Linked DNA regions of Mus musculus: all the other regions are linked to region 1. The links are chromatin contacts, called in public HiChIP or PLAC-seq and promoter capture Hi-C maps. All regions are on one chromosome and are shown on one strand. Each heading gives the region's core, a stretch centred on a gene start, on an enhancer-like site or on the middle of the called end of the contact. The rest is flanking DNA. Distances are from core to core; before and after follow the strand shown.

Evidence for each region. Promoter capture Hi-C pulls out the DNA fragments that hold promoters and counts their contacts. HiChIP or PLAC-seq counts read pairs in DNA pulled down with a chosen protein or histone mark.
Region 2: a promoter capture Hi-C map of erythroid cells shows a contact between it and region 1, with 5 times the contacts expected there. The contact joins the promoter of Srprb here to the promoter of Wdr82 in region 1. A contact is called at or near these places in 2 of 39 promoter capture datasets (erythroid cells and pre-B cells).
Region 3: an H3K4me3 HiChIP or PLAC-seq map of embryonic forebrain shows a contact between it and region 1, with 6 times the contacts expected there. The contact joins the promoter of Trf here to the promoter of Wdr82 in region 1.
Region 4: a contact with region 1 is called in a promoter capture Hi-C map of liver, with 4 times the contacts expected there. The contact joins the promoter of Ccdc51 here to the promoter of Wdr82 in region 1. A contact is called at or near these places in 2 of 39 promoter capture datasets (erythroid cells and liver) and 1 of 484 Hi-C or Micro-C datasets (double positive thymocytes).
Region 5: a contact with region 1 is called in a promoter capture Hi-C map of pre-B cells, with 3 times the contacts expected there. The contact joins the promoter of Cdv3 here to the promoter of Wdr82 in region 1. A contact is called at or near these places in 4 of 39 promoter capture datasets (the 3T3-L1 cell line, cranial neural crest, liver and 1 more), 1 of 484 Hi-C or Micro-C datasets (embryonic stem cells), 2 of 115 datasets of contacts at active chromatin or transcription factors (astrocytes and embryonic stem cells) and 1 of 9 other capture datasets (adipose tissue).
Region 6: a contact with region 1 is called in a promoter capture Hi-C map of pre-B cells, with 2.7 times the contacts expected there. The contact joins the promoter of Tmem108 here to the promoter of Wdr82 in region 1.
Region 7: a contact with region 1 is called in an H3K27ac HiChIP or PLAC-seq map of epiblast stem cells, with 9 times the contacts expected there. The contact joins the promoter of Nphp3 here to the promoter of Wdr82 in region 1. A contact is called at or near these places in 2 of 39 promoter capture datasets (hippocampal neurons and liver), 3 of 115 datasets of contacts at active chromatin or transcription factors (astrocytes, embryonic stem cells and epiblast stem cells) and 2 of 9 other capture datasets (adipose tissue and liver).

The regions. Positions count from the first base shown.
Region 1 is chr9:106,169,057-106,172,897 of GRCm38.p6, forward strand. Wdr82 (WD repeat domain containing 82) reads left to right here and starts at 1,873. Exons shown (of 9, transcript NM_029896.1): 1 at 1,873-2,323. The coding sequence starts at 2,163.
Region 2 is chr9:103,200,052-103,203,892 of GRCm38.p6, forward strand. It overlaps Srprb (signal recognition particle receptor, B subunit), which reads right to left and starts at 2,014. Exons shown (of 7, transcript NM_009275.4): 1 at 1,861-2,014; 2 at 1,236-1,330. The coding sequence starts at 2,008.
Region 3 is chr9:103,228,272-103,232,112 of GRCm38.p6, forward strand. It overlaps Trf (transferrin), which reads right to left and starts at 2,015. Exons shown (of 17, transcript NM_133977.2): 1 at 1,903-2,015. The coding sequence starts at 1,945.
Region 4 is chr9:109,080,801-109,084,641 of GRCm38.p6, forward strand. It overlaps Ccdc51 (coiled-coil domain containing 51), which reads left to right and starts at 1,696. Exons shown (of 4, transcript NM_025689.4): 1 at 1,696-1,767. It overlaps Tma7 (translational machinery associated 7), which reads right to left and starts at 1,581. Exons shown (of 4, transcript NM_183250.2): 1 at 1,527-1,581; 2 at 1,371-1,426; 3 at 1,202-1,289. The coding sequence starts at 1,542.
Region 5 is chr9:103,364,082-103,367,922 of GRCm38.p6, forward strand. It overlaps Cdv3 (carnitine deficiency-associated gene expressed in ventricle 3), which reads right to left and starts at 1,699. Exons shown (of 5, transcript NM_175565.3): 1 at 973-1,699. The coding sequence starts at 1,287.
Region 6 is chr9:103,760,141-103,763,981 of GRCm38.p6, forward strand. Tmem108 (transmembrane protein 108) reads right to left here and starts at 1,697. Exons shown (of 6, transcript NM_178638.4): 1 at 1,615-1,697.
Region 7 is chr9:104,000,497-104,004,337 of GRCm38.p6, forward strand. It overlaps Nphp3 (nephronophthisis 3 (adolescent)), which reads left to right and starts at 2,048. Exons shown (of 27, transcript NM_028721.3): 1 at 2,048-2,665. The coding sequence starts at 2,285. Gm33054 (predicted gene, 33054) reads right to left here and starts at 1,863. Exons shown (of 2, transcript NR_168653.1): 1 at 1,806-1,863; 2 at 1,264-1,538.

The sequences.
Region 1 (3,841 bases), core at 623-3,122:
GTTGTTTTCAGACACTCCAGAAGAGGGAGTCAGATCTCATTACGGATGGTTGTGAGCCACCATGTGGTTGCTGGGATTTGAACTTTGGACCTTCAGAAGAGCAGTTGGGTGCTCTTACCAACTGAGCCATCTCACCAGCCCCAGGGTATAGTTTTGAAAGATACCTTTCAAGGCTTTTTTTTTTTTTTTTTTTTTTGGTAGAGAACATTTTGGTAAATTAAGACTGTTGTTACAGTCAAATTTGTATGTTAAAACAGACCCCTCCAAACACACACACACACATACACTGGCATCTCCTGGGTATATTTGCTTCCCAAATGCTGATATAAAAGAACAGCTTTGCCCAGGAATTAGGAGTCAATTTACCCTTAATAACAGGTTCTACCTAGAAGAAATTACACAAATTTGTAGTCACAGAACAGCACCCCCCCAAAACAAATTCAGTATGTTGATCAATTATATTTGTGAAAATATCAAGTAGATGGGCCACACAGCAAAGCTGTATAGTAGGGAAATTATAGATTTCAGGTGATGTTACAGCCATCTTAGCTTTAGGGTGAATGAAGCTAAACTGAATGATGTCTCTCGAGAAATTTATTAGGAGAATGTTGGAAGTTAGAGTAAATGGCTATTTAAAGTCTAAAGCAAGGCCACCTTAGAAGGCTCAGAAGGTAAAAGCATGTGTGCACGCACTCACAGACACACACACACACTAGTTTTTAAAGAGGCCTAAAATAGTTCCAGATCCTTTGCCTACATTTGATGTCTCCACAATTGCGATGTTGTAGTCAGCCAGTCTGCAGGATCTTTATTGTAGATGCTCTTCAGAAAACTTCAGTTCCCACAGCAAGTCGGGCACATGGCACCAGATCTGTCCTTGCTATCTCAAGCTCCATAGCAGCCTGGATCACCTGGATCACCTAAACTCAAAGGCAATCACTGGGGATTGAGTGCAACCACCTGTGGAAGGTTTTTCTAGAACAGATTTGCAATTTGGAAAGTTGCCATCCATTCAGGTTTCACTCAAACTGGTTCCTTCCCTTCCTCACACCCCGGAACAGATTGTAGCCAGGAACTCTGCCCTTTGTCAGGAGACAACTGCAGTACAAACTTACAATCTTGTCGTTTTCCCTCAGCCAACCACTTCCAGTTCTATCTAGCTACCTTTTTTCTTTAACCTAAGAACCTGAGATGCAACCCCCCCGCACATTTTTCAAGAAGGCTCCATTTTTTTCTCGTGTTCCATTTCGTCGTTTGTCAACCCAGGTTATAAGGGACTCTGGTTGTCATGCCTTTGCAATCACCTGCCAGTGAGTGAAATGTCCCTTCCTAAGGTTCCCCCTCCTCCCGCACTAGAAGTTAGGGATCTTCATGCGCTTCGACTCTCATTAAATTTTAAAAGAAGTTCCAAGCTTCTGAAGTTTAATATAAACCCAGTTGAAAATGCCACTTAAAACTTCGTGCAAGTGTATGTTGTACATCACTCAACTAACAAATCGAAGCCTCCTGGCTCGGCCGTGCAGTGGTTAAGTCAGTCGGTGATGGGTTCACCTGATTCACACCCACACACGAGCAGGCCTCTCCGCCAGGTCCTGCGGCCTCAGAGACACCAGCGTCTCCCCGGGGCTTGAGAGCACCCACAAAGGCACTAGCCCCGAGGCGACCTCAAGTCCTGCCCTCGAGAGAGAGGGTTTAGATGCTCCACGCCCGCAGGTTCACACCCCAGAACCGCGGGCTCCAGCTCCGGGGCCTCAGCAACGGGAGGCCGCCCCGCTGACGTCATCGTCCCGCCCCCCCTCCCCCAGCTCGCGCCTCCGTTCCCTCCCCGCCCCCTTTCCCGGCGTCCGCCGCGACACAAGCTCCTCGCCCTCTGATTTTGCTTCTCCCTTCAAGATGGCGGACACAATGAGCCGGCGGAGCGCCGGTTGGCCCTGAATTGACTCCGGAGAAGAACGGTCAGCGAGGTCCCGTCGTCCGGGCGAGAGAGCGTCGCCTGAGGAAGAGGACGCGGCAGCCCCACTGTCAGCCGTCCTTCGGTTCGTCTCCAGCGCGGCGCCCGCACCGCCGGGGTTGGCCCTGAGCAGCCCGCCCGATCGCTCGCCTCTCGGCCCCGCCCCGGCCCTGCGCCGCCGCTGCCTTCAGCAGCAGCAGCCGCCGCCGCCATGAAGCTGACCGACAGCGTGCTCCGGAGCTTCCGCGTCGCCAAGGTGTTCCGCGAGAACTCAGACAAGATCAACTGCTTTGACTTTAGTCCCAATGGCGAGACGGTCATCTCTAGCAGCGATGATGACTCCATCGTGCTCTATGACTGCCAGGAGGGCAAGTGAGTGTGATAGTGGCCGAGTTCCAAGTGCCCCTCTCCTTCCCTCTGTCGCTGGTCCCCGACTGAGCCCCCACCCCCAACCCCAGGCATGTGGTGCAGGCGCTCTTGCCAGGGCCACCTCCATCCCGCAGTGCTGCAGGAGATCCTCTTTAAGATGATGATGGTTCTTAGTTCATGTGTCTTTGCTCTCTTCCGAGCGCGCTTTTCCCGCTTGCCAAACCCCACCTTGACCTTGACCTTTAAACGCCATGTCCCTGCACCCTGCAGCCGGACGGATAGCCCTTTCCACTCCCCTGGCGACTGTCAGAATGTGCGGGTGGACTCTGAGCTCGATGCAGAACGGCAGGAGCTGTGTTCTGTCCATCAGTGGCGTCCAGCTCTCTGCCTTCACAGCAGTGACCTGGATTCAGCCCTGGCACGGTGCCCGCCCCCTACCCCTCAGCTTCCCGCGCGGCTTTTCTGCAATCAAGCCCCGCGGGATGCAGTTTTTAAGCTGTCAGGATTTATCGATTGTGCCCATGTGAGCTTGCTGTCCTTTCCCAGTACCAATACCCAGGCTTACAGTTAACTTACTAAACAGACTCTTGGAAACTTTTCTTTGCCAGACTCCTGAGAACTTGGCCGCCCCATTCTGGTCAGAATGTGAGCTCTCTTTAAAACAAAGAAAGCATTCCGGAACAATTTAGTGTTTCCTTTTGCATTACAAAAAAAACCCAAGTTTGGCCGCTTAGCCAGTAATCTCAGCATTTGGGCGATAGAGGCAGTCAGACCCTGAGTTCTGGACTTCATAGCAGAGAGACCCTGACTCAAAACAGTTAAAAAACAAAAAACAATAACCGCCAGATTGTGGTTTGCTTATAGTTATCAAAGTTTTGGAATTCTGGAACTGGTTATGGAAATTATGTTAGTTGGAGAACTTGTGTATCTTTGCCGTTTTCATAGCCTGGGTGTGAGGAAGACATTGCCTGTCTCATCTCTGGAAGTTCAAATCCTCGATAAGTAAGCAGTGACCTCTTTTGTAGCAGAAACTAGTTTAGGCTAAATTTGATTCCCTTTGTCAACTTCAGCTTCCTTCCTAAGCAGGAGGTGTTTAGTTTAATAGCTACTGTTTTCGACATTATGTTAAAGTTACCTGTTTTTGAATCCTTGGCTTTTTCTCTCCTTTTTGCAGCTGTTCTCTTTGTTTATTATTTTTTTCAAATAATAGTTTTCTTTTGGAACTTGTCTCTGAGTTTATCTAAAGTAAAGCTATTGTAGAATGAGCTGTATATGATATTGTCCTTGATGGGTTTCCTCGCTGGAGCTCCAACAAAGTATTACGTAACTGTCGTTGGACTTGAGCTTGCTGTATGTGGGAGAGTTTCCTACAGTGGTGATCCTGGGGAAGAGAAAATTACTAACTGGACAAATAGTTATTTGAATTGATGTTCATATTTGTGTATTGATTATTATCATACACTGGTCTGACTATTTGATTCTGTTTGGAACTACAAGTAATTTGAAATTGGTTTGTCTGAC
Region 2 (3,841 bases), core at 764-3,263, 3.0 Mb before region 1:
AGACCAGCCTGGTCTACAGAGTGAGTTCCAGGACAGCCAGGGCTATACAGAGAAACCCTGTCTGGAAAAAAACAAAATCAAACAAACAAACAAAAAAATGTATGTCCATAACCATTATATTCTGAGTAGCCCAAGAAACTGGTAATGCATTTTTTAACAGGTGTATGTACACTGAAGGTTGGTTGATGTCGGGAGTCCTTAATCTTTCTCCACCTTATTTATTTACTGTTTTTGCTTTTTTTTTTTTTTTTTTTTCCCTGACATAGGGTTTCTCTGTGCAGCTCTGGCTGTCCTGGAACTCATTCTACAGACCAAGCTGGCCTCAAACTTGAAGAGATCCTCCTACTTCTGCCTCCCAAGTGTTGGCTTTAAAGGCATGGACCACCACCACACAGCCAGCCACCTTTTGTGAGGCTGTGGTCTCTCACTGAACCCGGGGAGAAAACCAACTAGCATGGGTGGTGGTGAGCCAAGGAATTCCAGGGATCCATACCTCCTAGGCCCTGGGATTGCTGACAAGAACTTCTGGACCTGGCTTTCACGTATGTGCCACCGATCCAAACTCAGACCCTCATTTTTTTGCCAGGCAAGAAAACAGACTGAGTCACCTCCCCATCCCCAGACCACGTATTCTAACAGCATCGTGTGTGTATGTGTGTGTGTGTGTGTGTGTGTGTGTGTTTTTACAGGTTTTCCTAGAGTCTTTTTTATATAACTCCCAGGGGGCTGGAGAGATAGCTCAGTGGTTAAGAGCACCGACTGCTCTTCCGAAGGTCCTGAGTTCAAATCCCAGCAACCACATGGTGGCTCACAACCATCTGTAATGAGATCTGACTCCCTCTTCTGGTGCATCTGAAGACAGCTACAGTGTACTTAGATATAATAATAAATAAATCTTAAAAAAAAAAAAAGAATTAACTCCCAGGGCTGGAGACTCAACTAAGTTGGATAAGATCCCATCCTGCTTCTAGCAAAGGGACCTGAATTCAATTCCCAGCACCCACATCAGGCAGCTTTGAAGACCGACTCTACAAAATCTGACACATCTGGCCTCTACAGGTACAGGCACTCATGTGCATATACCCACACACATACATATAATTAAAAAGAAAAAAAAATATTTTTAAAAACATGTCCTAAACTTGCTGTACCAAATAAACTGCAAGATGACAGGGCTACGGAAATGCCTTACCCATCCCTCTTAAGTCTAACCGAGGTGAAAATCAAAGCATTACCCTGACAAACAGCAACGTTTTCCCAGAGTCACAGAGACCAACGAAGAGAACAGCTCTCTGACTGCTCTTTCGGCTCCAGATGAACTTCCAGAACACTGCAGAGAAGAGAAAGGCAGCCTTCATTTTCTAAAGACATTATTAGTAGGCATTTACGACAAAAAAACAAAGCGTCCATCTGGACTACTTTCATTGTCACACGGATTAGAGTCAGTTTTGTTAGGAACTCACGGAGCGCCAGCCACTATCAACTGTAAACCTTTTCACGTCTATTTCCCTCATCCAAATGTGGAGACTAAAAGTATACACAGAATGATGGATCTGGGAAAAATTAGTGGCTTGCTACATTTGATTGGTGGATTTCTACTCTACCTTAGTACCCCAGTATCTCAGAGCCCAGTTCAGACACAAGTGGCTCAAAGTTGGAATGAACGATGGCGGCCGCAGCGCTCAAGCGCACAGGGCCGCCTCATGTAAGTCCTGTCCCAAGACCCAGGTCACTTCAGCGTCCCCTTTCCACACTGCTGGGTCTGGAAGACGAGTAGTAGAAGAGGGAACGCAGCCGTCCGCCTCCCTGGCCTGCGGCGCCGAGCCACCCTGCCCTCGCCGTGAATGCCGGCCGCCTCACCCAGCGTCAGCAGCACCGCCAGGAGAGCCACCGCCACGGAGAGCAGCGTCGGATCCCTCTGCTGCAGCTCCTGTCGTAAGGAGTCGAGGTAAGGCTGGAAGGCGCCACCGGCGCCATCGCCAACTCGCCGGGTGTTCGCCGAAGCCATGAAAGAGGTGTGTAGTCTTCCCGGGCCGCCAAAGTTACGTGGCTCTAGGCTCCACGCCGTGGTGGGGCGCGGGGCATCACGGGAGTTGTAGTCCCTTAGGGGTATCTCGGCTAAGTGCCTGATGGGAGTTGGAGTTTTTTGGTTTCTACAACCCAGTTAGCGAGTGTATTCATATCGGCATGCTTTGAGACATGTATAGCTTTGTGGAATTTTTTTTCTTTGCATTTTAATTTTTTATCTTTGGAGAATTTCATAAATGAATATGATGTCTTTTGGTCAAACCCACCCCTCTACTCCCATTTCATTTCGATTTTTGAAAGAATGATGACTTTTAGCAAAATTAACGGCTACAAAACTTCATTTGAGGGTGAGGATTTCTACTCGGCCGTTACATGGGATGAAATTTATGAGAGATTTTACCACAGTATGATGTGACCGAAGATGTGATGGAGTCACAGAGAATCCACAAAGACACATCAAGTCCTTTATGAGGTCAGAGAAAAGTAGCTAGAGATGGACCTGAATCTTGGAGGATGCATTAACCTATACCGGCAACTAAAGAAAACAGAAAAAGACGCACGGAAGAGAAGCTTGAGTAAAAGCCAATGACATGTGGGAAACTCGGGAATTCTGTGTCCTGCATTGACACGTCCAGCACGGAAAAAAATGACTGCATTTTAAAAAGCAATCAGGAAAATCAGTGCTCGGGAGGATGTGGAGGTGTCGACGATAGATTGATCATTCCCACCCAAAGGAAGCAGGCCTACTCAACCAGGTAGGCCATTTGAGAGGCCCAGAGTAGACAACATTTTTCAGTTTCTCAAGAGGACTTATTTATAAAAGATCTTCATGGGAACTCTTCTACTTAAGATTTCATCGGGTAATCGAAACATTTAAAAAAAAATGTGAGCTTCAATTTAAAAATATCTCTGCGAGTCAGAAGTGGCCAAGCCTCGAGGGCCATTTGCAGCCTCTGTCATTAAGTAGCTGTCATTATTTTAAAGTATTTAAGTACAGGTCTGCCTGGGAGATGACAGGAAAAGTCGATGTCACTTAAAGGCTAAACAAATTCATTAAAATGTCGCACTGCCACATAAAACCCCAACTCCTGCAGGTACCAGGAAGAGAGGAAATGAGACATTCCCTTCCTCTCTAGTGTGGCAGTGAGTGATTGGGTAGGAAATGAAACAAAGATGTTAAAGTTTGAGTTTGGAAGGTTCGCAATGTGATTTCGATTTCCATACATCCTCAAAAGGCAGAGGGCAGGTGAGAAGAAGCCCACTCGAGAGGGCCACTCCGTTGGCCTTACCATCGCCAGATACTGAGTCGCTGGCTACAGGCTATGTATAAGAATGATTAGATTGTCCATGGAAGCAAAAGTGGCAGAAAGGCAGCTGGAAAAGTTTGTAGGAATCAGACCTGGGAGTGGTTTTGTGTGCTATGCTGAAGAACTCAGAGTTTACTCATAGTATAACAATAAGCTGAAGGTGACATGGATAATTGGCAGATCTGTGGAGAACTGTGACTGGAGAGAGAAAAGACTGAGGCTGGGGGAATCAATGGGAGTCTCTTGTCGTATTTAGGCAAAAGATACTTGGAGTCTAACACAGGATAAAAGTGTGAAATCCGGGGCTAGAGAGATGGCTCAGTGGTTAAGAGCACTGGTTGCTCTTCCAGAGGTCCTGAGTTCAGTTCCCAGCAACCACATCAGGTGGCTCACAGCCATCTGTAATGGGATCTGATGCCCTCTTCTGGTGTGTCTGCAGACAGCTACAGTGTGCTCACATACATTAAATAAATAAATAAACAAACAAACACTGAAAGTGTGAAATA
Region 3 (3,841 bases), core at 765-3,264, 2.9 Mb before region 1:
GTTCCCACCTAACCCTGGGCTGCTTAGAGAGATGCTGGGGTAGCTGAAGGTGACAACCTGCTCTTCTTTTGCCTTGGCTGAAGGTCCACATCAAAATGTGAACTTCAGTGGGCAAACACCATCCTCAGCCACCTTCAGACAAGGCTCTAGACACCAACTCTAGGAAAGGCATACCGTCTTTTAGAAATGAGAAAGCTGGCCTTGGGGGAGGAAGCAGGTTTGTCCTACGTCATCATGTTTGTTAGCAGCCCAGACACTAGGTCTGATGGCCAGGCCCCAGGGGAAGATAACGATCTTAGAAGCTTTGCGTCTCTCTGAGCGACAGTTTGATCACGAGTTCACCTGTGATACTCTTCAGCTGTCTTCTGTTGAGAAAAGGCTAGGAACTCCCTTCTATGCAGCAGGCTTCTGTTTCTACCAAACCTTCCCTGGATGCTTTACCCCCTTTGGGCCGCCATTTAGAGAATCAGCTGAAGACAATTACGTGTATCACGATGTGTGTATGTGCTTATATAATCGGGCTCCCATGTGGTGTGTGCATGTGCAGATGGGAACACATGGGGGGTGGGGGTGGGGGACAAAGGGCAACGTGCGGTGTCTCCCGCTATTACTCTCTGCCTGATTTTTTTGGAGACAGTGTCTTTCACTGAATCTGAGCCTTGCTGGTTCCACTAGATTGTCTGGCCAGAAAGTCCCTGGGATCTTCCTGTGTTTGCTTCCCCAGGGCACTGTGGGTTCCCTGGGATCTTCCTGTGTCTGCTTCCCCAGGGCACTGCGGTACCCAGCTTTTTACATGGTTGCTGGGGTTCTGAATTTAGGTCCTGGTGTTTGCATGCTAAGCATCTGCCCAGTTGTACCATCTCCCCAGCTGGGTCACCACTGAAATCCACACGATGGAGAGATGCCGTCTGTGGGACCTGGCACTCCTAGCTCTTGTCACATCCCTTCCCTTTCGGGCAATTCAGCAGGGCTGACTTACTGACTCAGCAAGCCCACAAATCACTAAGCATGGATCGGGGTGGGTGAGGCCAATGGACCTCAGGATGGATGAGGAAGGACAACAGGGAGACTGATCGTCCCCAGCTCCTTCCCTTTAGTTCACCGTGGCCAGAGGGATAGACGACCTCTCTAGCCTCTTCAAACTAGTTCGTCTAACTTGTAAATTTTGACCTTGGTCCGGTGTCACTGTGCATAGCCACACAAGGTGTCCTGAGCTAACAAGCACGGAAGCCTGTTTCAGGCTGACAGTTGTTAGGGATGACAAATCACTCAAACTAGACAGCCCCAACACTGTGACAAATGCTAACTACAGTCCAACTGGAGCAGGCATTTGGGTCTTTGAGACCCCCCCCCCCTCTGGTGAGGAGTCAGCAGGATGCAGGACTGGGACCTGTGACCTCACCCTCACCTGACCCTCCCAGGCATGTGCGGTAACAAGCAAGACCCGTCGCAGGAGAAATACAGGTATGATTTGAACCCCAGAATTCTGGCTTCAAATCCCACACCCTAGTCTAAGCCACCAGCGCCAAAGGCATCCAAGGAGGCATCAGACAAAGGAGAGATAGCAGGATTAGATCTCAGGAAGTTGTGACTACCACACCATGCTGTTTGGACTATACTGAGGCCCCGGGATAGCGCCTGGGTAAACTGGTTAAAAGTTTTCTAACATCGCGTATACCATATCTTCAAATTACTGGACATAGGGGAGACAGCGTGATGAGGATAGTGAAAGGTAGAGACTGAATCAGAGCCCCAGATGCATGTGGATCCACGTTGTTCCTACGCTATGGAAGATGAAGATACCACAGAGAAGAAGCAAGGGGCTGGAAGCTGGGACTTCCAGCTTTAGCTCCTAAGGGTTGCATACATAGCCAGCCAGTCATCCCCTGCACGCACACTCACCCAGGGCAGCGCAGGCCAGCAGGGCACCCACGGTGAGCCTCATCCTCTCGGTGTGTGTGTGGCGAGGAGCGGGGAGTACAGACCGACCCGCTTCTGCGCCGCCTGCCCGTGGCCCGCTCGCCTTTATGCACGGAGGGAGGGGGCCGGCTGGGCGCAATCTTTGACCTCTTGTGTTTGCGCAGTCCAATTGCCCAATCACCCCGCATCCACCCCCTTCCTTTCTTGCCCTGATGATCACCTCATTTCCTGAGCTGTGGGACAGAACTGCGCATGGAATCCACTACCACGACAATCACACACACACACACACACACACACACACACACACACTCACTCAAAAAGCCTGTGTTTAGAAGGAAGCTAAAAGCAGAACCCACTCTTTGTTATCACTGCCTGGAGCAGCATGGTACAGCTGCTTGGGCGGGAGTGGCTTGCTCCCGGGTGCCAGGGCTTCTACTTGCCAACAGCTTCATCAACCTTATAGGGGGGCGGGGGGGGAGACTGAGGCTTGAGCGGAAGGGAAACTGCCTAGGACGGCAGACTAGAACCGGAGAAGGAACCTAACTGGGAAACTTGGCTCAGGTCAGAGAGGCAGCACGCCATGATCCCAGCAACAGTCCGGGGGCAGCTCTCCCTCCCTCTATCCCTGCCAGGCCTGGCCTGCTCTGGAGCTGAAAGCTTCCTGCCCTTGAGCTTCTGGTGAGACAATCCGGGCTAGAAACAGTCACAGGGACAAGAAACTCTCTCCCACTGCCAGGAAGTGGTCAAACTGTGAGGCTCAGAACAAAGGGCCAGTGTAAGCATAAAGAGGATGCTTCCTTTTTTTTGTTGTTGTTATTTTATTTATTTACATTTCAAATGTTATCCTCCTCTGAAAAAAACGCTCTATCCCATTCCCCTTCCCCTGCTTCTATGAGGGTGCTCCCCCACCTCTCACCCCCTCCACCCCAACTTATCTACCCACTCCTGCCTCACCTTCCTAGCATCCCCTTACACTGGGGCATCCATCCACAGGACCAAGGGGCTCTCCTTCTATTGATGCCATTAATAAGGCCATCCTCTCCTACATATGCAGCTGGAGCCATGGGACGGTCCTTCCATGTGTACTCTTTGGTTGGTGGTTTAGTCCCTGGGAGCTGGGGGGGGGTGTCTGGTTGGTTGATATTGTTGTTCTTCCTATGGGTTTGCAAACCCCTTCAGCTCCTTCAGTCCTTGGCCTAACTCCTCCATTGGGGTGCTAGTCTGATGGTTGGCTTTGAGCATCCACCAGTCTGATGGTTGGCTTTGGCTTCCTTGGCATCCTGATACCCCTGATTAAGTAGTCACCAAACTGCTTTGACTGCATTCATCACAGAAACGTTTCGCTTGCACCCTCCATACGTGCCGCCGTTTCAACTCTCACTAGAGTTGTGCATTTCAATCCTGTACATGGACTGGAAGATTCTGAAATGATGAAGTCAAAAAAAAATGGGCATTTGAAAATGTCCCTCTGGGTATATCACCAAGTGTACTATCCCAGGCTCCATATACACTCAGGGAAAGGTCAAGGCGAATCACCAAGGGAATTTAGGGTTTTCAACAACCGTTTCTTACTGGATTTAATCAGGGTCCTGTCCTCTCTGGTCCTTGGTTTCCTTGTCAAGTCTGCAGGATGTTGACGCTCTGATTTCAGGCTGCGGAAAGAGCCCGGTGAAGCTCTCAGCACATCTCGGCCATAGGTATTCAAGAGGAGCCGTGGGTGACCAGAAGCTCTCTGGTGTGGAATTAAACACACAACTGGGGACATGTGCAGATGTGTCTTGGGCCACCAAGAACACTGAACGTCATGGCGCCAGCCTCTCATCTTCACATCTCCTGTAGACATTCACAGACCTGGGCCTCCCGTGCAAGCATGTGGCATGTACATCCCCATGGCTAGCCGGGTCCTGTCAACCCCTCA
Region 4 (3,841 bases), core at 446-2,945, 2.9 Mb after region 1:
ATAACTGACCTCATTTTAAAAAGCAATCACAACAGCTACAATTACATTGCTATGTGGATAAACAACAGATCGAACCCAATGCAATAGGTCTTGGGGTGACAGTTCCAGTATCTATGTGACACTGATAACAGGCAGAAATAATTGCTAGTTAGAAAATGCAAAATAGTGCTTTTACAATGCACACAAAGTCAGGCTGGTTGCACAGACTCTAATCTTGGCTATCTAGGTGAAGGCAGGAGAATCTAAAATTCAAGGCCAGCCTCAGAAACTTTTTTTTGGCAGGGTTTCTCTGTGTAGCCCTGGCTGTCCTCGAACTCAGAAATCCCCCTGCCTCTGCCTCCCAAGTGCTGGGATTAAAGATGTGAGCCACCACTGCCCAAATGGTAGAGAACTTGTCTATCAATTTAAAAAACAACAACAAAGGTTAGAGAGATGGCTCAGCATTTAAGAGTACTGGCTGCTCTTCCAGGGGATCTGGGTTCAATTCCCAGTTCACAACTGTCTGTAACTACAGTCCCAGGAGACCTTTGTCTGGTCTTCCAGGGCACTGCACACACATGGTACACAGATATGCATGCATAAAAAACACCTATATGCTTAAATACAAAAATTAAAACTTTTCTTAATGAGATATTAGGACTCCTGGACCTGTGATTCACTCTCAAGAGAAAAAATCGTGGGCAAGGCACAGAGAGAGCATGGAGCGTAGGCTACAGCTCAAGAGGGAGGGTTTGCTTTGCACAAATGAGTGTGCTCCCCAGCATAGCCACAAAACAAAATAGTACCCAGAGCGAAATACATGCTAAGGAGCCTGGACTTTTATCCTCTAGTCTAGATAGCACGACTCAGTATCATTACTGATAACACGACCAGCAAGTAAAAAAAGTCCTATGTTCTAAGGTTAACAACCTATAAAGTGAATTGCTAGTTTGTAACCAGAAACAGGAGGATACTCAGAAACTTAGCTATATGTGTCTGTGCGGCGTACATGTTGGTGTTTCCACTTCTGTAGCTTCTCCATGAACTGGAAGCCCATGACTGTCTTGAGAGGCAACGTTTCCACTCCCGCCCTCTTCGAACTGCACAAACCCAAGGCAGGGGGCTTGGCCAGAGTGTACACCAGACCCAGTAGTTCACCAACGACCCCCGGAACAGACCTGTCCTGCCCTAGTATACCTACAATAGCTCGATCTTCACTTACCCAGGGGGCCCTTCCCGGCGGCCTTGGCTTTTAGCTCTTCGAGTTTCTTCTGTTCCTCCTTTTGTTTCTGCTTGAAAGCCTTATCTTCCTGCAGAGAGGCAAAGCAGGTTCACTCCAGTCCAGTCGCCCATACCCTCAGCGCCCGCCCGGCCTCCGCTCCCGTCCTCACCTCGTCCATCTCCTTGGCCTGCTTCTTGGGCTGTTTCAGGGGCTTCTTTTTGCCACCTGTGGGCGACACGAGCATGCTCGGCCCATCCCCGCCATCGATCGCCCTCCCATGGTTCCCCATCCATCCGTCCCACCCCCGATCTCCAAATAGCCTTACCTTCCCGGCCCGACATGGCGCCTCCAGCCCCTTCACCAGCCCCTGATCGTATGCCGGAAACAGGACTTACAGCCTTCGCTTATGCCGCACCTATGCGTGGCCCCTGATTGGCTGCTAGGCAGGAAGTCACCCTCACGTATTTTAAAGGATGCCTTCAGGGGCGGGTGCTGACCGGTCAGGGGTCAATTGAGTGGCAGACGCGGGGCTTTCTGCTGGAGCCTAATAGGCTTAGGCAATTCAGGTACGGGGCGGAAGGCTCCTTCTGCCTGGGTTTATCCGAAACCGTGGGAGTGGGGGATGGTGTCTGCCTATAAAGCTTGTAATCCGGCACAGAAAGAAAGCATTGCAGGTGGAGGGGAGGGTACATGCAAGTGCCTTTCCGGAACCGAGGAAAGCTCAAGTGGCGGGCACGAGATGGGATAGGAGATGGCAGAAGTGGGTAGTGGCCAATTATCACCCAGTCCTCAGCTTCAGAAGCCGCGGGAAAAAGTTCGGACTTATTGAAACAATGAGTGCAAGTGTTTGCAAATTCTTTCTTCTAGTTCGTTTTTTTGAGTATGTACTTTGTATAGATACATTGTATTCTGGACTGAGGCTTGAGGAACGCTGACATTGTAGCAAGACAAACCTACCGCAGAGCAAATAAGTAAAATACGCATCACACCTTATGTGACCTGTGTGGGGAGGAAAAAAAAAAAAAGCAGAGAAAGTGGTTAAGGAATGCTCCCTTGGTGGGATGTCATTTTTGCTAGGGTAGTTAAAAAAGACTTCTCCAGGGGCTCTCTGAGCAGGACTTTAGGAAGGCCAGGGAGACAACTGTGAACAGGGAAGAGCTAGGCAGTGCCAAGGCCCTGAGTGGAAGACGGCCTTGTGTGTTCCAGTCCTTCATATGATTGGAAGGAGTGAGAAAGCAGTCGAAAATGGAGAGACAATGAGAGTCAGATCCCCTGAAGCTGTGGAGAAGGCGTTGACTTTTGCCCTGAAGAAACTGCGGGACTGTTGAAGGCTGTTGAGATGGAATGGAGATGAGTGAGGGGTAGTCCAGCCATGGCATGCTAGCCAGCGAGACCACTTTGTATACCTGACAGAGATGGGGGTTGGGGAGACTCCTAGGCTTAGAAAGTCAGCAGGATTTTGCTAATAGATTGGATTTGAGTTAGGAGAGAAAACAAGAGGGATTAATTAGGGTGATGTGAGTTTGTCAGCCTAGCATTTGTACCTGAGTTCCCATTAACCACAGTAGCAGGAAAGATGGATTACTATTACGTTTCAAGCAGTGATACAGTTAGATAATATAAAATCCTGAAGAGATGCTTCAGCTGAAGAAGTGACGGAGGGGTGTGTGTGTGTGTGTGTGTGTGTGTGTGTGTGTGTTTGCTTGCTTGAATGAATGTGTGCAATAAAGGCTTGAACCTAGGGCCTCACTCATGTTAGGTAAGTGCTGTATAATTGAACTATATGCCCAGTTTTTGAGGGAAAAATCTAGTTATGAGTGTGTGAATGTATGTGTATATGAGAGAGTGAAAGAAAGACCCCAGAGGCCAGAGCCATCGGGTACCCCAGAGCAGGAGTTACAGGTAGTTGTGACTTGCCTAGTGTGGCTAAGTGCTAGGAGTCAAACTAATTTATATGCCCTCTTAGCCTCTGAACCATCTCTCCAGCCCAGTTATTATTTTTTTTAATAACAGGTTTACTGATATAAAGCTTACTATATAGCTTAGCTATTTAATTTATATAATTCAGTGATTCTAATACATCAAAGATTATACAAATATTACTACAACCAACTATGGAAGCATTTCCTCCCACTCTTTCTGGGTTTGAAATAGAGACTCACGCTGTAGACGTCTTCCTGCCCAGCCTCCCAAGTGTAGGGATTGCAGGTCTGAGCACCTTATGGAGCAGGCGGAGTCTTTTCACTTTCCTCCCAATGCTGGGATCAAGCCCAGGGCTCCCCGATACTGTACCACTTAGCCTAGCCCTGTGGGGTTTCTTGTTTGTTTTGTTAATATATTTTTAATTTTTACGCATGTATCTGTGTGTCTGCTTGTCCATCCATGTACCATATGCATGAAGCTGTGAAGCAGCAGAGGGAGTTGGATCCCCTAGAGCTGGTGGTTGTGATGTATGTCCTGGGAACAAAACCCTGGACCTCTGAAAGCAGCAAATGCCCTTAACCACTAGGTCATCTCTCCAGGCCCCAAAACCAGGTTTTTGAGTTTGTTTGTTTGGTTTTGGTTTTTGGAGACAGGGTTTCTCTGTGTAGCCTTGGCTGTCTAGGAACTCACTCTGTAGACTAGGCTGGCCTCGAACTC
Region 5 (3,841 bases), core at 449-2,948, 2.8 Mb before region 1:
TGGTAAGCCCACTTCAGACTAAAAGGCATCAAGGGCCAACGGGATTCCCCAAACTGGTAAAGGTACCCGCGAAACATCGAATTAATTAATTAGAGATCTTGGTAAACAGATTCCAGACTCGGAAAAATTCCATCAGTGGTCGCCAGGATTCTTGAGTCGGTCTAAGAATCGGCGGCAGTCAACACCGAGAACCAGAGAGTCTAACTCTCCAGGCCCACGTGGTGGGAAGAGAGAATTTACCCCGGCCTCTAACCTCTCCGCACACGTACACAGGAGTGCGCGCACACAAATAAGCAAATAAATGTGATCTTTAAAAAAAACAAAAAACAACAACAACAACAACAACAAAAAAAAAACAAAATTGCAGACAGTGACACAGACCTTTAATCCCAGTACTCCAGAGACAGAGGCCGGAGGCTCTTTGTGAACTGGAGGCCAACCAGAGCTACACCGTGAGACCTTGTCTCAAAAATTGGGGCTAGTGGCCGGACGGTAAAGTTTAGCCCGTTCCTGCAAGATCCGGAGACGTGCCTAATTCCCAAACGCCCTCTCTGCCGCCGCTTTTACTTAAACCCAAGCCCAGGGCGAGCTGAGCGGCGGAGAGAAGGCGACAGAAATTCCACAACTCAATTCCCAGCCCTGCGTGGCCGTGGTTGGGAGAGTAAGCCACGCTGGCCCGGGCGGCACAGAGGAGCCTCGGAACACCTTAAGAACATGAAATCCGGCCCCAGCGGGGCTCAAGCGGGACCACGAGGACTCGGGCACACGTCACCCGGGGACCGGCCCAACCCCCGTGGCCCAGAGGGCGCGGCGCGCAGAGGGCCGCGGACGGGGGCGGCCAGACGAGCCCCGGGGGCCGAGGACCGCGAGCCCGCCCGCCCGCCGGGCCGACGTGCGAAGCCCGAGTCACGTGGCCTCCCGGGCCGGCGGGGGCGGGCACATGCGGCCGGCCGCCGGCCTCCCGACCCTCACCTTCGTTATGGCCTTGCCGGCGGGGCCCGCGCTCCCGCCGTCTCCGGACCTCGAGCTCCCGCCGTCTCCGGACCTAGCACCAGAGCCCGAGCTCCCGCCGTCGCCCGACCTGGAGCCGGAGCCCAAGCTCCCGCCGTCGCCCGACCTGGCACCGGAGCCCAGGCTCCCGCCATCGCCCGGCCTGGAGCCCGCCGCCGCGCTGCTCCCGCCCGCGCCGCTCGCCGCGTTGGCCGCGCGACTGCTCCGTTCCTTCTTCTTCTTCTTGTCCCTCTTGGCGAAGAAGTTGTCCAGGCTCCGCTCCTCGGTCTCGGCCATGGCCGCGGTCCGGATGGGTGGGGCCGGCGGAGGGCGCGGCGCTCGCGGCTCCGAGCTCTGGGTCAAGGCCGGCTGTGCGCTCAGGCTGCAGGGTGCGGCGTCGCCTCAGCCCCGCGGGGTCGCCGAGGCGCGGGCGGCAGGGCGGCCGGCTCCCCCCGTGCTCTGGTGGTACGTTCCTCGCTGGGAACCGCGAGCGTGGAGCAGGGTCGCGCCCGCCCCGCTGCCTGAGGGACAAGGAAGGCGCGCACCGGCGAGCGCTCGGCTAACGACGGCGCGTGCGGGAGGAAGACGCGCGGGCCTGAGGAGGGGGAGAGGGGACGGGGAGGGGAGGGAGGGGAGGAGGGAGGGCGGGCCACCAGCAGAGAGAGGCAGCGCCGCGCCTGCGCGCTCGGTTCCGCCCGCCGCTGTGGGCGCGCCGAGGGGGGCGGGCGGCGGGATGAGAAGGGGGCGGGTCTTCCGGGAGAGCCAATCAGATGCCCGGACGGAGCGCTTAGGTGACAATCCGTTCCTTCTACGGGGCGGTGCCCTGTATGGGGGCGGGGAGAAAGCGGGTGTAGGCAAAGAGAGTGACGTCCCTAGTGACTCCTGCCTCCGATTGGCCAGGGAATTTGCCTTGAGGGCGGGCATTTAGAGGGTTGGTGACTTGGCTGAAGAAGACCAGCCGGAGGGGGCGGGTGTGCCTTGGTTGCGCGCATGCGCAGGGTACACGTGCGTCTGCTCGCCAGGACTGTGGCCTGGTAGGCGTTTGAACTTTCAGGAAAAGGAAAGAGACCATGTTAAGCCAGCTATGTTCAAGCTTGGTCCTCCTGCCCTGCTTTTCTGTACTCGCACCCTCTCTGGTCGGGCACCTATTACTTTTCTTCTGAATGGAATGCTTTTGATGAGGAGCGCTGGATTAGTATTCGTGGTTCCATTTACGGAAGGATCTTAAATAAGCCAGTGCATGAAAGGAAGGGAACTGATTTTGACTAGCTGTGTCTACCAGGGTCAGGCTAAATAAATCTGACCCTCTAACGCTAGCTCTTGTGAGATGGAGAATGGCTGGGAATGTGATTTTGGTGGTAGCGTGCGACAGGCGCATGTCAGCGCAGAGTCTGTCCACAGAATCACAAAAAGAAAACACACAAAACCCCTCCTTTTCCTGGGTCTTCACCCTATTGGCACATACTATGTGAATACTTGATCCCCGAAACATCTGCAGCCCAGAAAGCTTTTTGTTTGCTTGGGGGAGATTGCTTTGTTTTGGGACCGGGTCTCACCTACCCCAGGCTGCTTTGAACGCCATACATAGAAAAGATAATGTGTTTCTGACCTTCCAGCCTCCACCATCCCAAGTGCTGAGAATTCAGGCATGCACTTTTGTGCCTATGTTAGCGATACTAGGGGTTTCCATTCTTGCTAGAGAGGCTCTCTACCAGCTAAAGAATGAATGACCCAATACAGATGTTGGAGTTTCCTTGTTTTTAGTTACACAATTGCACCTAGAATTGCTCCTGCTCTGACTTGAGTTTGAGTGATTGCTACAGTTTAACTTTGGCTCCTATGCTGGATCTTAGGACAGAGAAGGGGATAAAAAATATCCTTGTTTCCACCTGACTTGACTTTGGGGCCTTGGAGAATCAAATGTGTGTTTCTCTATGAGACGTGTGGTCTGGGTATGCATTAAACTTCTGCTTCCTCTAAAGGGTAGAGGAGAAAGCTGTGACAACCACTGAGGAAATGGCTAAGTCCTATGTCTGTAGCCTTGGGGGAAAGATAGGACCCAGCTAGTAAATGGAGGGATGTCTTTCCACACCTGTTCCCTCCTGTCTTTCCTTACAAGTCCTTCCCTAGTTGTGGCTATTGAAGACCTACATTCTGAACATATCGATGGATAAATGAAGGCTCTATGGCTGTAGCCAACAATAAGAAGACCTTTCTTTTGTTTTGTTTTTTGAGACAGGTTTCACTATGTAGTCCTGGCTGCCTTGGAACTGGCTCTGAAGACGGAGATGACCTCAAACTCAGAGATTCACCTGCCTGGGCCTCCTAAGTGCTGAAATTGAAGGTGTGCGCCACCACACCTGGCTAATAAGCAGACATATTTGTTCTCTTCCCCCAGCCCAGGATGGTTCCTAGGTGACTTCCTTTTGTGACACCACATATCTTCCTGTGGTATTGTCCAAGTTCAGCACTGCCCAGTGCCACCAGCTTTGCTTAACATCTCTTAGCAAACTTTCTTTTTACCTTCCTTGTCTTCTTTCCTCTTTCCTTCTTTTTCTGCCCTTTCCTGCTCCCCACCCCCCTCATTTTAAGACAGTGTCTAAAGTATCCTAAATTAACCTTGAACACAGAGCCAAGGATGGTCTTGAATCTCCACTTCCAATTCTCTCTCTCTTTCTCCTTTCTCTCTCATTTTGTTTCTGTTTCCTTTCATTTGTTTTTAGGATAGAGTCACCCTGTGTAGCCCTGTCTGGCCTTGAACTCAGAGATCTTCCTGCCTTTGCCTCCCTCTGCTGAGGTTAAATCCCACCACTGTCTACAAAGCTGTTTCCTGTATCCTGCAACTATTTTA
Region 6 (3,841 bases), core at 447-2,946, 2.4 Mb before region 1:
TCTACGCTCATCTCAGGAAACCACCATAAGTTTACTCCGTGCTGTGCTGCTGAGAGTCCCGAGTTTGATTCCTGTAGTCTAACAAATGGAAGGGGTGCCTTCTCAAAACAACAGAACAAAAACAACAAAATGTTTGCTTTTCTTTTTTTAAACTTGCCCAATGAATTGAAATTTTCAGCAAGTAAAATGAATATTGTGTAATTCAATAAATTAAATTGAGTATTTTGCTGGCACAAGGTATGCTTGTTTTAGATGCCTAAGAAAAAAGCAACTTCACACGAGGGAAGAAGGGGCCTTACAGTAGGATCAGAATGTCCCCAGAGAGTCGGGCAGAGACTGAGTCACCTTAAGTTCTGAATGGGTGACACGGAAACTCTGGCAATTGGCTGAACCAGTTTTTACAAAGCCAGGTGCATCAGATTAGTTAACCCGCGGAAAACTCATGGGATCTTTCAAGTTTCACGTCTTTTAGACGCCTCGCATGTCATTGCTACTGTGTTTGGGGACACTCCCCAAGAACCTGCCTTTTAAGCACCATTTTAAACTCTTGGACACACCCTCCCTCTTCTAAAGGATTCTAGGGAGATTTCCTCCCCCCACACCCCATCTCTTTGGCAGTCAAATGGTCTTTAAATAAATAATAAAAAAAACCCATACACTTTAGCAAAGATTTACAAAGTGCATCTTAGACCCTACCTCCCCTCTCCCTCTGTTGCTTGCCCTCCTGACAGACTGAAACTAAGTACCCTCTTGAATAGACCTAGAAAGTCACAGAACCCACCCCCACCCCGCGTCTTCTATCTTCTTGAAGAAGCCTCTCAGTGCACTGTCTGGTCTGCAGTTCACTGCAGGCAAATTCCCTCACTATTTCCCAGTCACCAGTTACACTGTCTCTGGAAACCGGTTTTTGTGACCTGCTCTATCTAATTGTTTTAAAGGGAAAAATATTTAAGGTTTGTAACGCATCTCTGGATTCTCTCCGTAGGTTCCGAGCATTGTATTTCGGTGAAGTCTGGGGTGAGGGCAGGCTCGAGGTCCAGCGGACAGACAGGGTAGCCTTCCCCAGGGCACCCTTTTCCAGGCAGCACAGGCTCGGTTCCCCCACGATGCTCGCTCCCGCATCGAGGCAGAAGAATCATCAGCTGCGCTATGAATTCCGCTTCTCTCGCAGTCACCGGATTAGTTCGGGTCTCAAGGGCTCGAACCAAAGTGACACTACCCTCTCCCCGACCCTTTCGTTCTCCTATGCGACAGGTCCCACTGCATGGAAGCCACCTTCTGCCCAGACCCAGTCCAGCGCCCGTGGCGCCCTCGCAGCGCCTCAGGAGCCCTTCCCCTGGGGAGGGGACCGGTGGCAGCATCCCTCCGGGGCGGGAAACAAAGGCCGAGGCGAGGCGACCAGGTGGGCAAGCCTCTTCGGGCACAGCCGCGGTGACCGCGGGGAGGATGGCGAGATGTATCAGAGGGTGGGAAAAGGGAAACCAAGGCTCGGAGACTAGCGAATGCTTGGGCTGCATCCTCCCTAGTGCAGGGCTCCCGGGGCAGGCGAACCCAGAGCCATCCCCCGCCGCTCCCTGGGACCCGGCATCAGAGGGACCGCCCCACTCCGCTCACCTCGGGAGAAGCGCTCCGGCTCCCTCCGACGGCTCCGGAGAAAGCCCCGCCGCTCGCGCTCGCGCACGCGCACTCGCGCCTTCGCCCCTCCGGCCCCCGCGGGCGCCCCTCCGACCGGGCTCTGGCCCGCCCCGGCCCTGTCCGTCAGCGTCCGCGAGAACCAATCGTGTCGCGTGGACAGCCCAGCGCTGGTCACGTGGCCTCACAAGCCAATCACCAAATTGCCCTCGGCAAGCGCCTGGCTCCGATGTCCCCGGGGGTTCGGTTGCTACCTAGTAGAGCGGGTGCGAGGCGGGCACAAAGGGCTGAGTCCCTTATTTCCGCGGATGAGTGGCGTCCAGTTGGCCAATTCCTACATCTAGTTATTTCTTAGATCCTAGCTTAAATAAGAATCACCTGGGAGTCTAGTTAAAGTCTGGGGTGTAAGCTCGAGAATCTGCATTTCTTACAAGTCCCCAAGTAGTGATGAACCTTCTCTTGGTCCAAGGCCATGCTTTAAGGAGCACTGTCAAAAAATGATGTGGCTAGCCCCTGCCCCGTTTATTTGTAAGTTTCACGACCTTTCTTGCCCTTCAGTGTTGAAGAGCATTCAGACGTGTGGTGAAGTGATGAGACCTAGAGTTTGAACAGCAGCTGAGGAAAGGGTATGGAGTATACCTGGGCCAACTTTATGTGTATGTGGAACAGACTGAGTAGAGACAAATGAGAACACTCCGTGCTAAAGTGCTCACACGTGTGGCTCAGTATCACTATGCGAGACTTGACCAGATACGAGAGAAACCATCCAAGTGGTTCCAGCCTTGTAGAATCTCAACAGCCTGTAATAAGACTTTACGTTTGAATTTTAAAACAATGTTTTAAAATAGCAGTCCTTAGCCTATCTGTCGCGACCCCGTTAAGGACCATGGCTACATATATTTTTATGTTATAACTCATATCAGTAGCAAAATTACAGTTATAAAGTAGGAAAACAATTTTATGGTGGGGGGGGGGGTCACCACAATATGAGGAACCATGTTAAAGGGTCGCAGCATGAGGAAGGTTGAGAACCACTGTTCTAAAAGGATGGAGATGTAAGTAACTAACGCTTTGGACAATTTAGGTATAAAATGCAGAGCTTGAAACGTAGTTTCCCTTGAGGGTTTTTAAAGTTATCTAAATAATCCTTTGTTGCTAAGTCAGATAACCAATGCCTCTGCATCCTCAAACTTGAGATGGACATTTTTTAGACTAGACAACTAACAGGTTTGCTGTCCAGTATTGCCAAGTTTATTATTCAACAATGTTTCAGGATAGTTCAAGAGCACATACACACACATACACACACACAGAGACACACACACATACATACACACACTGTCTCCCTATGTAGTTGAGGCTGGCCTGGAATTTATGACCCTCTCTCAGTGTTCCAAGTGCTGGGATGCTGGGCATGCTGTACCATGCCCAACTCTCAAGAGCCTTCAATATTAAGCTTTCTAAATCCTCCTTCTACCAGCATTCCTGGCCAAAAGATAGGAACACGTGCCAAGTCATTTTATTTTACTCTTCATGGAGGTGATCAAGCTGTCACCTAGGGGACTTCTGCCTTTGTCTGCATGTCAGGTGCCTCTGGCTTCTCAGCCAGGAGTGAGACCCACTTAACAGTCTCAGGCATCATTCATTGGACTTCTCCTATCAGAGGTCACCTAGCTCAAAATGCAGAGTTTCAGGCCACCCTGAGCCTACACAACAATAGTCCAGCGGTCCTGGACAGAGCGGTTCTGGACAGAGAGGAGTAGGAAGATGCCTAAGCAAGAGAAGTAGGCCTCCAAGATTCTTCTGCAGTCTGGAAACCATGTTTCCTAGCATGATTTGCATGTTACATAGTTTCTCAGAAACAAGCTGAGACCAAGCAGCTGGGAGAGTCTGACCAGATCTGACCAGAATGATGCACATTCCATAAGCTCAGCGGTTGCTGAGAATACTTGTAAAAGCCGCTACATTTATGAAGTTTGGCCCTTTGTTTTGTACTTGAGACAGTGTCTCAAGCCGTCCAGGCTGGCCTTCAACTTTCTTATGTAGCTGAGGATGACCTTGAACCCCTGAGCCTCCTGCCTCTACCTCCTAAGTGCTGGGATTACAGCCCGAGCCAATTAAATCCATCTTAGGCTCATTTTTTAACAAGGAAAAATAACAACTCGAGATCATAAATCATTAATGACACCAGCATGCTGTAAACAGAGGG
Region 7 (3,841 bases), core at 798-3,297, 2.2 Mb before region 1:
AGAGGAGAGGAGAGAAGAGAAGAGAAGAGAAGAGAAGAGAAGAGAAGAGAAGAGAAGAGAAGAGAAGGAAGGAAAATCTAGAGAATGGTCCTCAAATCTCTGAAGGAACAGACCTCAGAAATCAGCAGCTAGAAAGGCTTTGAGAACCTAGGGCAGTCTTTTGGGTACTCTGATAGAGCAAATGTTTCCCTTTGGATCTCATGGTACTAACTGGAGAAATCAATATGTAATCCTTCAACTTAGGAGAGTCCAAAGGCTAGAAGGGTGTCTAAGAGGTCAGAGAAAACACGACCAGCTAATTTGAGGGAAGGAGTTCAGGGCATTTGTGGGGGTGGGGTGGGAGTTAAAACGGACCAGCATTCCCAGAGTTCCTTGGAGGAAAGGCTGTTTGCTTTGTGATAGATATGAAGGGTGAAAGATTGGATGTCAGCCATGACAGTGCTGACAGCAGACTATTCTCAGCCATCAGTCTCCACCGGCTAAAGAGAGCAGATGGCTAGATTAAGTAAAAGTTTGAAGTTCTAGCTCCAAGGTAACTTAGGACAACTCCCCAGGGCCGTCCCAGCTTCAAAAGTCTCTGCAGGGTTGGCTGAGGTCTTTGCTGGGAATGCTGCACAGAGCAACCTTGCACTGATTCCCCTGCCTTGCCCCAGGTACCTACCCAGCATTCTCTGGTAGACATCTTGCTTGCTTATCTACATCTCAGAGTTGGCTTTCCAAGAATCCTAGGGATGCCTGTGGATGGAGTGAGCCACCAAAGACTATCTTAGGTCAGCCCAAGGAGGCTCTGCATGGACTGATGCTTAAAATGCTACCAGATTTCTTACAGCTGGGGATGGAGTAAGCAAGCACTGGAATAAGATTATATCCCCCTTGGGTAATGAGGCTCCCGGTAATGAGGATGATGGCAGAGAGAGTGGCTGGCATTCGGAGACTGCCTAAGAAAAGGGCAAGTATAAAGATTACCAGCACCCAGCTCACAACAGTGTTGAGTCAAAGCCACTGCTCACTTTTCTGTCCCCTCTAACCTGGGGTACCAATCTGGGATGGGCAGGAAGATAAGTTAGCAGACCAAGGACAACTTGGAACAGTAGCACGCGTTCCCTTCCTGCAAACCCTGTACTTAACAATTTTCTTCCGTCTAGAATAGGGTCCCTGGCATCCTTATCGCCAGGCGTTATAAAACCTGAGCTTATCAAGGATGGGGGTGGGGGGAGAGAAGGGTCGCGGGGGTGGGGGGGTTCAAGTGGTGATGCTTCGAAGTTCTTTCCTGGCTGGCATTATTTATTACATGTTTCCTGAGAGACACACTAGGCACTGAACTGCCTCCAGAAAAGAGCCCTTTAGTCAGGACCACAGAAACAGTTGCGGCAGAGCGGGGGCAGATGGGTATGTGATCTAGTTCTTGCTCACTGAGACAAAGTTCACGCAGAGGGAGCAGAGCTTGTAGGTTTGGGCCTAGTCTGGAACCTTCCCTTCTGGATGTCCGGATCTCCTGGTACCGCCCAGCTTGCCCAGCTCAGTCCTGCCGCCTGCTCCTGCAAAGCAAGTTCTCAGGGCCGCCAGCTCCGTGATACCCATTCCTCTCCTCCCGAGTCTCATTTCTCTCAACCCTCCCTTGTCCAGCTCCTCTACTGGTCTCATTCAGAAGAGCACGCCCCCGCGTGTCTGGTCACGCCCCCAAAGCCTGGCTCCGCCCCACAGGACTCCTGGCCACTCCCCCTCTCGTTGTCCAGCCAGGACCACCTCTCCGACTCTCTGACTGGTTTTCTCTTTCTTCTGCTGCTGCCTTACGCCCCACTTACCGGGCTACGACCCTAAAATCTGGCCCGACACTCTCTCTGGGCACTGCTCTTCTCAACTGACCACACCTCCTCTCGCTGCTACGTCCCACCCCTCTCTGTTAGCCTTAACATCCCCAGCTTGCTCGGCCACGCCCCGAAAGTATGGCTCCGCCCCTTCTCAAGACGGCCACTCTTCTTCAACACCACGCCCCTCTAGTTGCCACGTTACGCCCTTCTCCCCAATCACCAGGCCCGGCTCACTTACTGCTCCGCTCTTCCCTCCAAACTCCGCCCTCTCCTCTACAGCACCTCGCCCCACCATCTAGGCCCCGCCCTTAAGGCCTGGCCACGCCCCGGCCACCTCCCTGCTCCTGGCCACGCTCCTCTCTGATTTTGGTTTCTCCCTGCGGCGCTCCGCCCCGCTTGACAGGCCCCGCCCTCCTGGTCCCGCCTCCTCCTGGCACCCAGCCGACTCTCAGCCTCAGCCGGCCGCGGGCATCATGGGCACAGCCTCGTCGCTGGTGAGTCCCACTGGCGGGGAGGTGATCGAGGACACGTACGGGGCAGGCGGCGGCGAGGCCTGCGAGATCCCGGTGGAAGTGAAACCCAAGGCCCGCCTGCTGCGCAGCTCGTTCCGCAGGGGCGCGGGAGCCGGGCCCGGGTCGCTGCCTCGCGCGGCAGGGGGCGGCGGGCTGCTGGGCGCCAGCTTCAAGTCCACCGGCTCGTCTGTGCCCGAGCTAGAGTATGCGGCGGCCGAGTTCGAGCGGCTCAAGAAAGAGTATGAGATCTTCCGGGTCAGCAAGAACCAGGAGTTGCTGTCCATGGGCCGCCGAGAGGCCAAGCTGGACACGGAGAACAAGCGGCTGCGGGCGGAGCTGCAGGTAACGCGGGACCGAGAGCGTCGCAAGCGGGAGGCTCTGAGGAAACTGAGACCCGAGCGCACCGCTCAGCCGCTTGGTGGCACCACCATCCTACCCCAGCTACAAACCAAGTTGTTTTCTAAATTGTGCAAAAGCTGCTCCTCCTTTATGTGGAATCATTATTTGAGTGTAAACTAATTTCTTATCAGCATCTTCCCCTGCCCCTTTCAATTTACGGTTCATTCATTAAGACACGTTGAATCAACCCAAGTCCTGAAGTCGAAAAATTTCTCAGAGCAACTACACACAAACTCCTCCCGGTTTTAGGTATCTCCAAAATGGAGTTCTTGGGTTAGTTTTCTTCGCGAAGTTCGGCAGATTCTGGGGTTTAATGATACGATAGGAATTTTTCTGGAAACCTCCTGATTTTATGGTTTTTAACTGTTGTGATTAAAAGTCTTCCCTGAGAGTACTCAAACTCTCTTAGTCCATTTAGTTAATGGACTAAACAGTTACTGCAATGCTATTGTAGGCCTTATAACAGATCGCCTTTGATTCATTCGGATACTAGGTAAAGCAGAACTTCTCGGAGTAAAAATATGGGACTATATGCCGTGGGTTCGGAGCCTCTCTGGTGGTCATTTGTTTATACCTTTCTTTTCTGTGAGAGGGATCTCTGACAGCCCAAGAGCTCCCGGCACATCAGAACTTAAATAAACATCACAGATTTTTTTGTAAAAGAAGGCTCCTTCCTTCTAGTAGGGCATCATTCCCATAAGCTATGAAGCCCTTCAGAATCTGCTGGGCTATTAGCATATTATCTGGGAAGCTGTTCTCACCCTCAGCTCCCTGCTCGCCTCACTTTCTACTGGGAGACCAATGTGCTTGCCCTTATAAAGTGGACTTGCGTGTCCCTCGTGTATGATGTCATGTATGTGCACCACTGCCCACTAAGAACCATGTGAATTGCAGGGAGAAGGGGTTAGCAGGATAAAGAGGCCAGTGCAGGGAGGACTGACAGACAGATGTCACAGATCACAGATCAGCAGTTCCAATTCCCTGTGAAACCTGTTGTTCCTTTCTTACCTGCATCATCGTGAGAAAACTCCCTCACATTTATTTCATTCAGCCATGTTGACATTTACTGGAGGCCTCTGATGGATCCAGACGGTGAATGGCTCAGGAGAAGAGTAAAAT